2 separate regions of the Salmo salar genome follow, and region 2 is linked to region 1. The links are chromatin contacts, called in public Hi-C maps. All regions are on one chromosome and are shown on one strand. Each heading gives the region's core, a stretch centred on a gene start, on an enhancer-like site or on the middle of the called end of the contact. The rest is flanking DNA. Distances are from core to core; before and after follow the strand shown.

Region 1 (7,241 bases), core at 3,050-5,549:
CTGAGGCACCAGGCGGTGCTTCAGTCATACAGACGTCACCACCCCTCCTCCTCCGCCCCGAACACATCCCATTTTACACTTGCACGCCCCCTCACTGCCTGTAGACAGGCACCCTACCTATGTAAGTACACTCTAACAGCAGTAAGTAGAAACCAAAAACACTTCCAACTTGTTAAGTTTGAACTGCAGGTAGACTCTCTTTGCCTCTTCTTTCTCTCTTCTTATAGCTCTTTTCCTCTCACTTTCTCTTTTTCTCTACCTCTATTACTCTTGTGCGTTCTCTCGCTATCTGTTTGATGCGCTCCACTGGTCATACAGAAGCATATCCCACAGTCTCAGGGGTTTGGCAGTATGTCATGTACTCTGTAGTGTTGTCATTTGGGTGTGAATTCTGCGGTGAGCATCTTTGTGGGTGGGAGTCTAGCCAATGTGTGGAAGCTGGATTCCTTGAATGGACATGGTCCTTGAGAACATGCCTTTTTATGACATTGCAAAAATACCTCCGTGCAGACAGACTGGTTTGTTTCATTTGCTGCTCATCCATCCTCTCCTGTGGTTTCAGACAGACCTGTAGTAGTGGGTAGTTTGGCATGTTTGTGTGGGTGTGTGGTTGGTCGTCAGGGCTATCCCCTTTTTCGGTCTCTGGCAGACAGACAGACAGACAGACAGACAGACATGAGGACTCGTGGCAGCTGCAATAACATCCCATCAAGCACCTGCATGCCCACTTTCAACTGTGTAAACTAACCGCTCTGTTCCTCAGTCACCCTCATGTCTCTCCTCTCCCCCCCAGATGCCAAACACAAAGAGGCTGAGCTGACTCCTCAGACTCGGCCACGAAGCAACACCTTGCCCAAGAGCTTTGGTTCCACCCTGGCAGTCCACGAGGTTGTTGAAGAAGCCAAGGGCCACCGGCCCACCAAAGAGGAGACCCTGGACCTCATCCAGCGCCGCGTCAAGGGCAAGAGAGAGGAGGACGGCTGGCCAGAGGACATCAAGGTGAGACCGGTGAAAATACAGTCTTAGAGAGGCTGTAGAGACACTTGGAATAGAACCCTACAGCTACACAGTCCAATGAGTCCTGTCCTCAGACATACATTTACAAGCGTCAATCGATATTGTGTCAATTGCATGTTTCCTTTCTCTCCATGTAGAAAATGACCAAGGAGGAGCTGTCGTGTGAGAAGACGGTCCTACAGAAGAACCTCCTGCACTACGAGGGACTGCACGGCCGACCTGTGACCAGAGAGGAGAGGCTGGTGGTCAAACCGCTGTATGACCGCTACCGTCTGGTCAAGCAGATGCTCACCCGCGTCAGCATCACCCCCATCATCGCTTCCCCCTCTAGCAAAAGACGCAACCAGACCCTGCAGCCCATCATCGAGGGCGAGACGGCCCACTTCTGCGACGAGATCGAGGAGGAGGAGGAGGAGGAGGAGGGCGAGGAAGAGGCTATAGCCGAGGAGGTCCAGAGCTCAGGGTCGGAGGTGATCATGGCTCTAGACCCAGTGTGCCAGCCCCAGACCAGCTCCCAGAGAGACAGAGACAGCCTGCTCAGGCCCAAGATGGAGGAGACCTCCGGGAAACTGGCCCTGGACCTGCGCCTGTCCAGCTCCAATGCCTCGTCCATGTGAGCACAGACACACTCGCAAACATCCACTACACTCAATTCACAACAGCCTCATCAATAATCTTAATACAGTAACCAGTGTAACTCTGCCATGTTTGCTACACATTAACACAACTGAACATCCACACAAACGCGTTCGGCCGTTGAGGTTAAATGGGCTCTGGCCGTCATTTGACGTCTATTTAAAGCACCTGGAACGGGGTTCATATCTACTACAGTCGCTGGTCTTAGGAGCTCAAGCAGGATAAAGCAGTAATCTGGTTAGGGGCGTAAGCTAGCTCATAGCCCCGGGCAAGCAGCAGAGAGAGCTGCCAGGCCAGCTCTAAGCCCAGGCAGCAGGGCTGGTTCAGGTGCCATGACCCAAGGTCCTAACCTAACCTGACCTCTGTAATCTGGTCTCGGTATGCCCTGTCCACAGCTTGACCTGCTTCCATGCCCACGCAGGGCCACTGCCAGGTCATTTCCTGTCCCTGAACTCACACTGACTTCCTATTTTGATATGAGGCCCCTCACTTAGTGCGCTAATGTAGACCTTCTGTATCCCATAGGCCCGAACTCCTGGAGCAGCTGTGGAAGACCCGGGCAGAGAAGAAGAAGCTGAGGAAGACGATCCGCGAGTTTGAAGACGAGTTCTACCAGCAGAACGGCAGGTCGGTACACACGCACACAAACACAGTCCTACAAAACAGTGGTGCTGAAGCTTCAGCACCTGCCTCAACAACAGTCTTGGTGACTGAGGAAGAGCTTGAGATGATTGGTTGAGTAGTCTCAGACAGGAGCCCTGTTTGAGCCTAACTTATTTACAACAACTGCTTGTTTGTTGATGATTGTGCAACCCCTTGGGATGCAGTAAACGGGCCCATATCCAACTGGTGTCTCAGACCTTCTCGCTCTCCCTCTACAGGAATGTCCAGAAGGAGGACAGGCTCCCCATGATGGATGAATACAAAGAGTATAAACGGATCAAGGCCAAACTGCGTCTGCTGGAGGTGCTCATCAGCAAGCAGGACTCCTCCAAGTCCATCTAGAGAGGGAGATCGGCCACCCTGCTTCCCTCCCTTCATCCCACCTAGATGAGGGTCAACCGCCTCACCCCAGGCCTTACATGTCACCCCTACATGGCCCATACTCCTCCCCATCCCTTATCAACCATCCCACTACCTGCACCCCTGAGGGAAGGCATGGCAGCCACCATATCCCGCCGCTGTCTCACCACCACAACTCATCTGTTTCTACCACCGCCAGCTCATGTACAGTCAAGGGGTCCTCACTGGGGACTCTGAGGGAGAAGAGTCACATCTTCATTCCACCAGTCAAGACTCAACACACCCCTTTTTACTTATTTCTGTCAGTTTCATTCGGAGGAGTTCCCCCTTTCCTCATTAGTTTTGTTTTTGTTGTAGCTTCCCCCCCGAACTTTTCACGTACGGTAGTTTCTCATACTGAGAAATCATATTGGAGAGGACATGAGCTCTGTTTTGTAGCGCATTTTAGTCACCTGACCACCTGTTTAGACGTAACAAACTGAACTCTCCCTCCCTTGGAACGAGGAGACTGGCCATCCTGTTTCAGACATTCAGACTCGCATGGATTCAGTTGCCGAACTCGATCTTCATCCTTCAACACTGGGACGCTTTTGTGTCGTCTGAGTGAGTTTTTGGGAGAGAGGGAAAAAGTAATTACTGTGTATGTATTCTTGTAAATCAATATGTACACATAAATGTTTCTATGTTACAGTATGTTATTTTTCTTGAATGAAGAGTAATTCCTTCTTGGGTTTGAAAAGAAACTTACTGTGTTTGTGTGTTATTCTATTTCCTTTGCCACTATGGAAACTGAGTGAGTTTTATCAGTTGGGACTGGTTGTGCTGTTCCTTTCTCTTAGGTTTTAAAAAAATATTTGGATCTTCAGTCGTCACTGAAAGGAGTTTTGGCACACACCAGGTGGGCAGGACAGCCAGTTAGGTGTATCACTTAGTGTTCCTGTACCTTATCCGTCTCCATTTTCTGGCAATAAAGCTAGACAGCTTGACTTATTTTCTATATATATATTTTTGTTTTATACGCGTTAAAGTTCAGTTGCGGAGTGGATCTTTGTGCGAGGTGTCCAGAATGGGGGGGGGTGGATGGGTTGTTAGATTAAAGCTAATGTAGTTTCGACCTCATCAGTATTATGCTAAATACAGCATATGGCAATGTTAGGGCGTGATATGGCAATGCTAGCCCTGTTCGATGGACTTTAACCTAGCGTTCCGTCCTACAGTCCGTGACCACCTTTTAGTATGGCAGACAGACACTCCCTATCACTCCCAGGTGCCTAGTTATACAACCAGGTGTGTTGACCAACACCCTACGGCCACACAGCCAGTATTTAACCCCCAGTGGTGTGTGTGCTGATGGACAGTGGTCAGGCGGACCATCCGGCTTCTTGAGGACAGCCATAGATAAGTTATCACAATTTGGCTGCCAGTCAGTCTGGAGGTCCGGTCAGCCCTGTGCCCAGGTTAAGATGAAAAACAGTCCTCGTGGCATAATCTCCTTTTAGTCACTGGGGAATGTGAACACCAGCTAAAAGAGTTCTCATGCATCCCATATCCAGTGTGAGGTAAACTAGGCGTCTCCGTCTAAGGTTTCACTTAGTACGCAGGACGGTGTCTCAAAGGGAAGTTCCCAAATCTAGCCGAGAACAGGATCAGCTGACTTCCTGGCTTGTAACCACTTGTCACAACATCTAGCTACTGTATGTTGTTGCACCAAAAGTTCAACGTGTCCTTGGTTAGCGATCACTGACCCACTGCAAAACAGCAACATTCCTTCAATCTAGAGTCACACAATGTCAGGCTATTGCTATACATGTTTTCTCTGGTGCTAAGGTCGCTGGGTGTTGGTTGGTTGGTTAAGTCTATTATTCATTATGGGATATGTCCCATAGTGAGCCAGAGTGTTTGGCCAGGCAATGTAGAGCCAGGTCATTGTCAGGTCCTGGGGAGTTGTCTGACCACAGGGCTCTGAGAAGGCTTTACCACGGCCAAGCAGAACCAACAGCACCTTGACTCCTGACAGACAATTTACGTCAAGGGTCAACTTATTGATGTCTCTAGAGCCCGAAAGCTCTTCTGGGCTTCAATACAAAGGTCACATACAACAAAAACAGAGTCCAAGTTATGCATATTTGGAATGAGGTGTGTCTGGTCTGTCGGCGTAATGCCGCCTCGGGAGTGCTGTCTGCCACTCCTTAAAGGTCATTGATCCTAGCCTTTGACCCCTAGCTAAACTAGCAGTCAGCCCAGAGGCAGAATCACATCACTATCCTTCAGAAGCTCTCTGGACTTGACAAAACCAAGCAGGAGCTTTAGAGTGGAGAAACGACCCTTCGTCTGTCCAGTTGACTAGTTCTAGTCCTGGCAATAAAATACAAAAAACATTTGAGATGTTGTAGACTAAATGTCTCTGCACATTAGGGTGGGGAGGGGAATTAGTGCTGTTTCCTTGTTGGGAATGGGAAGGCGCCATCAGTGGCACCAACTGTAAGGATCTGCATCTGCTTCAGGAGGTGGAATAATGGAGTACATTGTCAGTCAGACCAACACACCCAGAATATAGGGAATCTAATTTTTCCTGAAGGATGTTTGCGCTGAACCAAGAGTTTTGCCTTGGTCCCTCACTGGGTCAAAACCAAGTCATGTAACCTTTGTTTGAGTTGGCAGGGTGTGGTGTATGCATGAGTGGACAGTGTGGGGAGGTTTCTAGAAGTTATTTGCACAGCATTCTGAGAATGCAGCCCTTGTTTTGTTTGTCAATTTGTTCCTTGTTTTAGAAGCACTACTTATATCTGAAGGATGAATGTCAGAATTTAAATTATTTCTAACACATTTGGCCCCTTGTTTCAATTTCTGTGATGTTCAAACTTGAGAATGTGTTTTGTTTTTTTATTACATTATTTTGTATTTAAAAAAATGTACCCCTCACTAATACATCTATACAGTGTAGTACCTCTGTATTGGCTAATAATCTGCTATGTTTTTGTTTTGTATAAGCTAGTCTCAGTAGTTGGCTTGCATGGCAAAGACTTGTATTGTTTCTATTTTTGTGCCATGAAAATGAAGCAATAAATTAGCATCAATGGAATGTGGGGCCTTGTTAACCCTTTATGTGCATTTTCTGAGTATACGGCTGATTAATGTTTAATCTATTAATGGGACTAACTTGGTTTGCTGTTTTTTACCTCGCAGGCCAACCCATGAAACTGTCACTTGACTAACTGCTGTGAGAGTTCCAACGCGACTCAGTTTTCTGTCTGCTAAACCTGCATTTTTACCACTTGTTGTCAGCATTATGTTTTCTGGGGCACTGCTTTAACCAAAATGAGAAGAGATTATCAATGTGGTGACAATGATGGAGGTATATTTGGACCAAACATTCCCGATTTTTTTATTATTTTAAAAGAAAATAAATGTGAAATTGGTCGATCGATTTATGTCCATGTCAAATTGAAGGGCTTTTTTTACTCTCATTTTGTGTTGTGCCTGCAACAAGTGGTAAAAATCATGTGAAGCCCACAGGCTATAAGGATGTACACTGACCCTGTTCACAGCCCCATGCCATCCCTCGCATGTTTGTTTTTCTGGCCCATGGAGCCGGTGGCAGGTTGCATCAACTGACTAGCCGATCAACCACTGGCTCCCAGAGCCTCCCTATCTATATGTGGAGCTGTGTTTTACATCTATATATATGTATCTATAAATGTTTTTGTGAATGTTTTTCCTTCATTTACACATTATAATAAAGTACAATCAGTAATAATGTATAATAAAATAAAAATAAATATTGTAATTTACATGCCTCCTGCTGAAGTTGTCTTCAAACTAATGGGAAAAGGTTACTTAAACCAGATGCACAATTGAAATACAAGTCAATATAGCTTATGTATGTCAAAGTACACTGCACCCAATATCGCCCAGTATGCATGCAATAACTAGCTAGGTGGATTGCAGTTTGTTGAGTCAGGTGAATGCCATTATTAAGAGCAGGAATTTGTTTTCATGGAGGACAGAGATGGTTGTGAGGGCGGGCTGACCATGACCCGGCAGAATAAGAGTGGAAAAACTCCTGAGTCTGCAAAGAACAGAGGTCAGCACGCGAAGCCGCAGTTGGAACAAACCCAAACAGTGATATATTACACCCTATACACATAAATCCATCTTCATGGGCCCCTGAATTGCCATAGCACATGTTGATCAGCAGACCATCTTTAGGCTTTATCACGTGCATCTTTAACAAGATTTAGTGAATGGTCAATGTATCCCTAAGCCCCAAAAAAAAACATTTCGTTGCCTGGCTTTCACACACTTCTAGAATGGGCATGGCCATGTCTTTTTTGTTGTTGCTGCCCTCTAGTGTTCACAGCCAACACTAACACTTAGGTAACACCACACTTTATGAAAAGCTTTGGTGATGCCTTCTTGGAGCTTAAGTGCAACAAATTCATAACATATATGAATTGCAAAAATAAAACATGTAGTACACAAACGGTGACTACTTTTGGCTCATGAGCACCACTTTCAAAACAAAATTATGAAATTATATGAAACTTTGAGAGGACCTCTTTATT
Region 2 (7,241 bases), core at 1,725-4,224, 40 kb after region 1:
TGCACAGCTATTTTCAGGTCCCTCCAGAGATGTTCGATCAACTCAAGGATATTCAGAGACTTGTCTCGAAGCCACTCTTGCGTTGTCTTGGCTGTGTGCTTAGGGTCGTTGACCTGTCTGAAGGTGAACCTTCGCCCCAGTCTGAGGTCCTGAGCTCTCTGGAGTAGGTTTTCATGAAGGATCGCTCTGTACTTTACTCTGTTCATCTTTCCCTTGATCCTGAATAGTAAGGACTGTGCCAAGTTTCCTCCAAACGTGACGCTTGGCATTGAGGTCAAAGAGTTCAATATTGGTTTCATCAGACCAGAGAATCTTGTTTCTCATGGTCTGAGTCCTTTAGGTGCCTTTTGGCAAACTCTAAGCGGATGGTCATGTGCCTTTTACTGAGGAGTGGCTTCCATCTGGCCAATCTACCATAAAAGCCTGATTGGTGGAGTACTGCACAGGTTGTCCTTCTGGAAGGTTCTCCCATCTCCACAGAGGAACTCTGGAGCTCTGTCAGAGTGATCATTGGGTTCTTAGTCATCTCCCTAACCAAGGCTCTTCTCCCCTGATTGCTCAGTTTGGCCAGGCGGACAGCTCTAGGAAGATTCTTGGTGGTTCCAAACCTCTTCCATTTAAGAATGATGGAGGCCTGTGTTTTTGGGGACCTTCAATACTGCTGAAATTTGTTGATACCCTTCCCCAGATCTGTGCCTCAACACAATCCTGTCTCGGAGCTCTACGGACAATTCCTTCAACCTTGTGTCTTTGTTTTTGCTCTGACATGCACTGTCAACTGTGGGACCTCTTATAGACAGGTATGTGCCTTTCCAAATCATGTCCAATCAATTGAATTTACCACAGGTGGACTCCAATCAAGTTGTAGAAACATCAAGGATTATCAATGATAACAGGATGCGCCTGAGATCAATAGCAAAGGGTCTCATAGCAAAGGGTCTGAATACTTATGTAAATAAATTATATATAAAACATTTCTAAAAACCTGTTTTCGCTTTGTCATTATGGGGTATTGTAGGTAGATTGATGACAAAAATATATTTTATCCATTTTAGGATAGGACTAACGTAACAATGTGGAAAAAGTCAAGGGGTTAGAATACTTTCAGAATGTACTGTAGTTATGAAGGTAGAGACATCTGCCTCCAAGAGTATCTGAAGTTAGTTGCTAGATGGCCAAAGTTACTCTGGCTAGATGGCAAGGAACTCTAGCTACCTATTTAGGCCAGCTTTAAATAGTGAATACTGTAGTAACTTCCCTGTCTGAAACACTTGGGCTCAGAATTCCGTCACTCTTGTGCCATTATAGAATGTTTGGTCGGAACAATGTTATTAAGAGTTCATCATTTTTACTAGGCAGTGGTGTAAAGTACTTAAGTAAAACATACTTTAAAGCACTACAAAAGTAGTTTTGGGGGGGTATCTGTACTTTACTATTTATTTGACAACTTTTACTCCACTACATTCCTAAAGAAAACTATGTACTTTTTACTCCTTACATTTTCCCTGACACCCAAAAGTACTCGTTACATTTTGAATGCTTAGCAGGACAGGAAAATTGTCTAATTCACACACTTATCAAGAGAAAATCCAAGGTCATCCTTACTGCCTCATCTGACAGACTCACTAAACACAAACGCTTTGTTTGTAAATTGTCTTGAGTGTTGAAGTGGGCCCTTGGCCATCCATAATTATTTTATTTAAGTAAATTAAGAAAACAACGCCGTCAGGTTTGCTTAGTATAAGGAATTTGAAATGATTTATACTTAAGTATATTTTAGCAATTACTTTTACTTTTGATACTTAAGTACATTTAAAACCAAATACTTTGACTTTTACTCAAGTAGATTTTTACTGAAGTATTTTACTCGGTGACTTTCACTTGAGTCATTTTCTTTTAAGGTATCTTCACTTTTACTCAAGTATGACAATTGGGTACTTTTCCCACAATTTATTTGGGGGATGGGACTGCTTTGAGTGAGATTTGATGGGGCTCCCCCCACTATAGTTGCCATAGCCACCAAGATATCCATTTTAAGACCTTGCTTCCCTCCCGCCACGGGGTTCCAGCAGCCTGCATTTCTTGCTTGGTGAGGGCTTTTTCGTCTCAACTTTATGGCCATTAATGGTGTGGAACTAAAGAACAACTGCTTAGTCGGCATAATCATTATCTTCGAAAAACAAAACCCTCTTCTTACCAGTTTGATTATTGCTAATATCCTCGGCCATCTCGATAGTACCGAACTGAAATTACTCGTTCAGAAGTTCATCCTCTGTAGCTTCTTTAACCACCGATAAATGTTTTCTTAATCTTTGCCAGGTCCTCCCGCATCTTCGTGTGCCACTGTACTTTTCTGTTCAACATTGTTGCCACCCAGGGCATGAGCCCGCGCGGACATTGCAGCGTCTGCCTCCATAGCACTAGCAGTTACAAAACCAGACCGCAGTAGTTGCAGGTTCTGAATAACTACGCAATCGGTTAGCTCGCCATACTGTTCAAATGGTTTACGAAGGCGATCGTCAGTGGTGTAAACATTTAGTCCACCAACAAAGAGCTTGCAGAGTTGATTTTACATCTCTAGTATCTTGCTTTGATTATGCTATGTCAACACTGACTTGACCGTGCTTCTCCCGGTGTCTAAAATGGCAGATGTAGAGATCACCGAGGGAGACAGATGGTGGGGTTGACGTAATGAGTACAAGTCCCCTAGTGGCAAGCTATTGTAAATTGTTGGCATATTTGGCCTATTATAGTACAAAATTATCATTTTGACAGCAAAAAGGGTAAATGCTGACATTTTGTATATTTCCATAACCACAGACCTAATATTTGTGCACATTGGTAACTTGGAATAATAATCTAAATTAAAAATCAGCCCTGTCATGTAATTTGAATAGGACAACCTAGAATTATATGTAATGGTATGGAGTAGTTTATTTTTGGCTGCCTGTGCAGCAAAAAAAATGGGAGTGTTGAGAGGCTGTAAAGCAGATGTACTGGAGAAAAATCACAATACTCACGGCCATTATCAAAACAAACTAGTGTCAGACAAATGTGTCTATTGACATGGGATGTTACCTGCAAAATTCTTGTCCCATTAAAAAATAAAATCTGATTATAAACCAAGAATCCCTTTCATTGAAAATGTGATTCAAAAAAGCCTTTACAGTATTAGCAAGAATGCTTTTTGGTATTAGCATAACACAGGAAATGGCAGAGGGCCTAAAAAAAATGCATGACTGTTGGCCAGTTAGCAGTCCCAGATTAGTCCATTCCTGAACAAGAAAGTTACCAGTGATAGTATGTCAGTAGGGTGTGCAACTACCTCATGATAGGACTGTGATCCTGAATGATCTGAAGGCTTAACTTGATTCTCTTTTGAAACAAGAGGTCAGAATGGTTACATTGACAATGAGCACCGATTGCTTTCAAACATTAAAAACTTTAATACAGCCAAAAGAGTTAGGCTCAATAGCTAACTAATATTTAAGTAACATTCCACAAAACTGCATTGCTTTGCAAGGTATTGAATAGCACATCTTGGACGGAGAAAAGCATTGAGGTAACCATAAAAAAGTATAATAATACAATAACCATAAGTACTTAATACTTTGACACGAAATATTATGATCTTAAAAACACTCAAGCATACACTAAGACTGCTTTCAACTCCATTAATACCCCTGAGTTTCATGTTGCTAAAGCAATATGTCTTGTTATTAACCTGGCTGGTACTAATGACATACAGTATCATACCAAAGTCTTGGAAGCAGCGACGTTAACTACAATTAAATAAAAAATATTTAAAGGAATCACTACATTGACAAGTCAGAAAGTTGAATTGGTAATAAAGTGTCCATGTCTTTAGTAGCGTCGCCTAGGGACAACGGTGTAGTCCGGATGGAGGGCACATCAGGGTGGGCGAGGGGCACGAGTACTTTAAAATAGTAGCAACAAAGAAATGGGCAACTCCGACCCGTGTGTGTAAATGCAGGTCATTGAATCAGAAATTCAGAACATTTCAAATTATTGGGTCAAATGTGGTCAACGGTGTCTAATAACCACCATATCCACCCCTGCTATAACCACTGCCGCCTCCACGGGAGTACGGTGCTGCGCTCCTGCCTGAATAATTACCCCCTTTCATTGCACCATAGCCGGAGGACTGCTGTCCGTAATCTTCGCCAAAGTCATTATAACCGTTCCCACCATAACTGCTCCCCATTTGATCTCCATAACCTCCTCCGTATCCCCCTTGGTTACCGTAACCACCTCCATTGCCGTATCCGCCACCGTAGCCACCATCGTTTCCTCCATAATTACCGCCATAGTTGCCGTAGCCGCCACCTCTTCCGCCGTCGTAGCCATTTTGAGACCCCCTCATTCCTCGCCCGCCTCTTCCCCGACCACCGGCTGACTGCATCTCTTGCTTGGTGAGGGCCTTCTTCACCTCCACTTTGTGCCCATTGATTGTGTGGAACTTCAGCACCACTGCTTTGTCGGCAGAGTCATTATCTTCAAAATAGACGAAGCCGAATCCTCTTTTTTTGAGAGTCTGTTTGTCACTGATTACTTCGGCCTTCTCAATTGCCCCGAATTGAGAGAAATAATCATTCAAATGGTCGTCTTCTATGTCGTCTTTCAACCCACCGATAAATATTTTTTTAACTTTGGCGAGTGCCTCTGGCCTACCGGCATCTTCCCGTGCAACGGCCCTTTTTAACTCCACGTTGGTACCATCGACGACATGTGGCCTAGCGGCCATGGCTGCGTCGGCCTCCTCCGCGTTTGAGTAGGTTACAAAGCCGAAACACCGGGACCTTTGTAGCTGCTGGTTCTGGACCACTACGCAGTCGGTTAACTGGCCGTACTGCTCGAAATGTTGCCGAAGTCCATCGTCTGTAGTCTCGACGTTCAATCCACCGACAAACAGCTTACAAAGTTGGTTCGTCATTATTACTAGCCGAGTTGTTATGGCGCAAATACAATTGAACCTGACAAAATCGTATCCCTCTTTGAAAGCAGCTGACGCAATGACGTCTGACGTAGGATTGGGAAAATAAATCACCAGTCCTGATTGGTTGTTCCACTCAAATCCCACTATTTTATTCAAATAGATGTTTTTCTTATTTGTCAATTGACTTGTTTGTTGAATCAAAAAGACAATGCCTATTCCAAGCACATTTCTTTACATTTATTTTTAAATTCGTCTAGTTAGCTGGCTGTTCTTGATCCTGCTTTGTAGTATACCCCAACACTTCATTCCGCTGTCCACGCATTGCACATTCAATTGTCAGAAAGTGGCCACTTCTGAATAAATATTGTGGAACACAGTGATTTCTATATGCAATCTTGCCATACAAACTTGACGTGGACACATTCCATTCCATTTTTTTTTTTTACTATTTTCTACAGTGCAGAATGAAGACAAAATTGAAACATGGAATCATGTACCCCAAAAAGTGTAAAAAAAATATCAAAACACATTTGATTCTAAGAAACCAACCTTTGCCTTGACAGCTTTGCACACTTGGCATTCTCTCAAACAGCTTGGTGTCACGTGGAATGCATTTCAATTAACAGGTGGAATTTATTTCCTTCTTAATGCATTTGAGCCAATCAGTTGTGACAAGGTAGACAGAAAATAGCCCTATTTTGTAAAACCAAGTCCATGTTATGTAAGGACAGCTCACATTAGCAAAAAAAGTCAATTTCTTTGACATGGTTAATCCAGGAAATATCAAGAACTTTAAGTTTCTTCCAGTGCAGTCGTAAAAACCAAGCGCTATAATGAAACTGGCTGAGGACCGCCACGGGAAAGACCAAGTTACCTCTGCTGCAGAGGATACGTTCATTAGTTAGCCTCAAATTGCAGCCCAAATAAATGCTTCAGAGTTCAGACACAAGAGCAACTGTTCAGAGACTGCGTGAATAAAAGGCCTACATGGTCCAAATGCTGTAAAGAAAAAAAGGACCCCAATAAGAGATTTGCTTGGAAGCGCAATGGACATTAGACCAGTGGAAACCTGTCCTTTGGTCTGTCAAGTCCAAATTTTAGATTTATGGTTCCAACTACTGTATGCATGTGGTTTCCACCATGAAGCATGGTGGGGTGATGGTGCTTTGCTGGGGATTTAATTAGAGTAAGTCACACTGAACCTGCATGGCTACCACAGCGATACACCAGCCTATCTGGTTTGTGCTTAGTGGGACTGCCAATTTTTTCAACAGGAAAATGAGCCAACACATCCAGGCTGTTTAAGGGCCATTTGACCAAGGAGAGTGATGGAGTGCTGCATCAGATGACCTGGCCTCCAAATCACCCAACCTCAACCCAATTGAGATGGTTTGGGATGAGTTGGACTGCGGAGTGAAGGAAGAGCAGCCAACAAGTGCTCAGCATATGTGTGAACTCCTTCAAGACTTTAGGGAAAGCATTCATGAAGCTTGTTGAATGCCTGGAGTACACAAATCTGTCACGGCAAAGGATGGCTACTTTGAAGCTAAAATAAATATTTTGATTAATTGTACACTTTTATTTAATAGTTTGTCAACACCCTTTACAATTTGGAAAATTGTAAAATTAAAGAAAGCTTGAATAAGTAGGTGTCCAAACTTGACTGCTACTGTACATTAGAAAATCAGAACCTGCGCCATTCATGGCATCATCTGCATTAGGGCTGAGAATTGTCAGGGACTACATGATATCACAATACGTACTGTGATTTGATACTCATTTTATTGCAAACAGGAACATGGTCAGCTGCAAAGGGACATAAAGAAATGCTCAAAACAAATTTGCTACATTCTAAAATATGGAGAAGCTAATTTGAATTAACAGGTTAATATGAGTAACTTATTGTTATTTACAAACACTTGAGTAAAGAGTGCAAGCCATTGGCTATAACTCCCATTCAACACAATGTTACTTCAAACCAGTTGTACATTTTCCAATTTAAAACAAATTGTAGCAAGTGATGAATAGATAGCATGGCAAGGCCAACAATGCAGTGTCCATTTTCCCATAGTACACGATCTAACATTCACACCCAGTCTTCCTACAAACGGTAAGAGAACAGAGGTAGTCAATTACACCAACCAACTAGATTGACTTGACACAAGTCGATACCTGCTGGCCATCATTGCAACCCGATTTTATATGGGCAGAAGGTCCTGGTATTCCAAATCACCTGCGGCAGTGGGACAGCTTTAGCTGTGCCTCATCCCACCACCGGTCTTGA

What was found. A called contact is a pair of places that touch in the nucleus more often than the background predicts.
Region 2: a contact with region 1 is called in a Hi-C map of gill, with 2.0 times the contacts expected there. The contact joins the promoter of LOC106604937 here to the enhancer-like site in region 1. A contact is called at or near these places in 2 of 3 Hi-C or Micro-C datasets (blood and gill).

What each region holds. Positions count from the first base shown.
Region 1 is chrssa05:42,564,987-42,572,227 of Ssal_v3.1, forward strand. LOC106604936 (protein FAM13B) reads left to right here. Exons shown (of 20, transcript XM_014200085.2): 17 at 794-999; 18 at 1,155-1,630; 19 at 2,179-2,280; 20 at 2,535-6,467. The coding sequence ends at 2,658. Among protein-coding and RNA genes, the nearest start is that of LOC106604937, 41 kb to the right of the region's middle. Within about 2 kb of position 4,300, at least 2 of the 13 cell types and tissues checked have an H3K27ac peak or open chromatin away from gene starts, as enhancers often do. A contact at or near this core is called in gill, where this site is marked.
Region 2 is chrssa05:42,606,547-42,613,787 of Ssal_v3.1, forward strand. It overlaps LOC106604937 (kelch-like protein 3), which reads right to left and starts at 2,975. Exons shown (of 17, transcript XM_014200086.2): 1 at 2,198-2,975. LOC106604938 (heterogeneous nuclear ribonucleoprotein A0) reads right to left here and starts at 5,577. Exons shown (of 1, transcript XM_014200087.2): 1 at 3,423-5,577. The coding sequence starts at 4,954. The coding sequence ends at 4,055.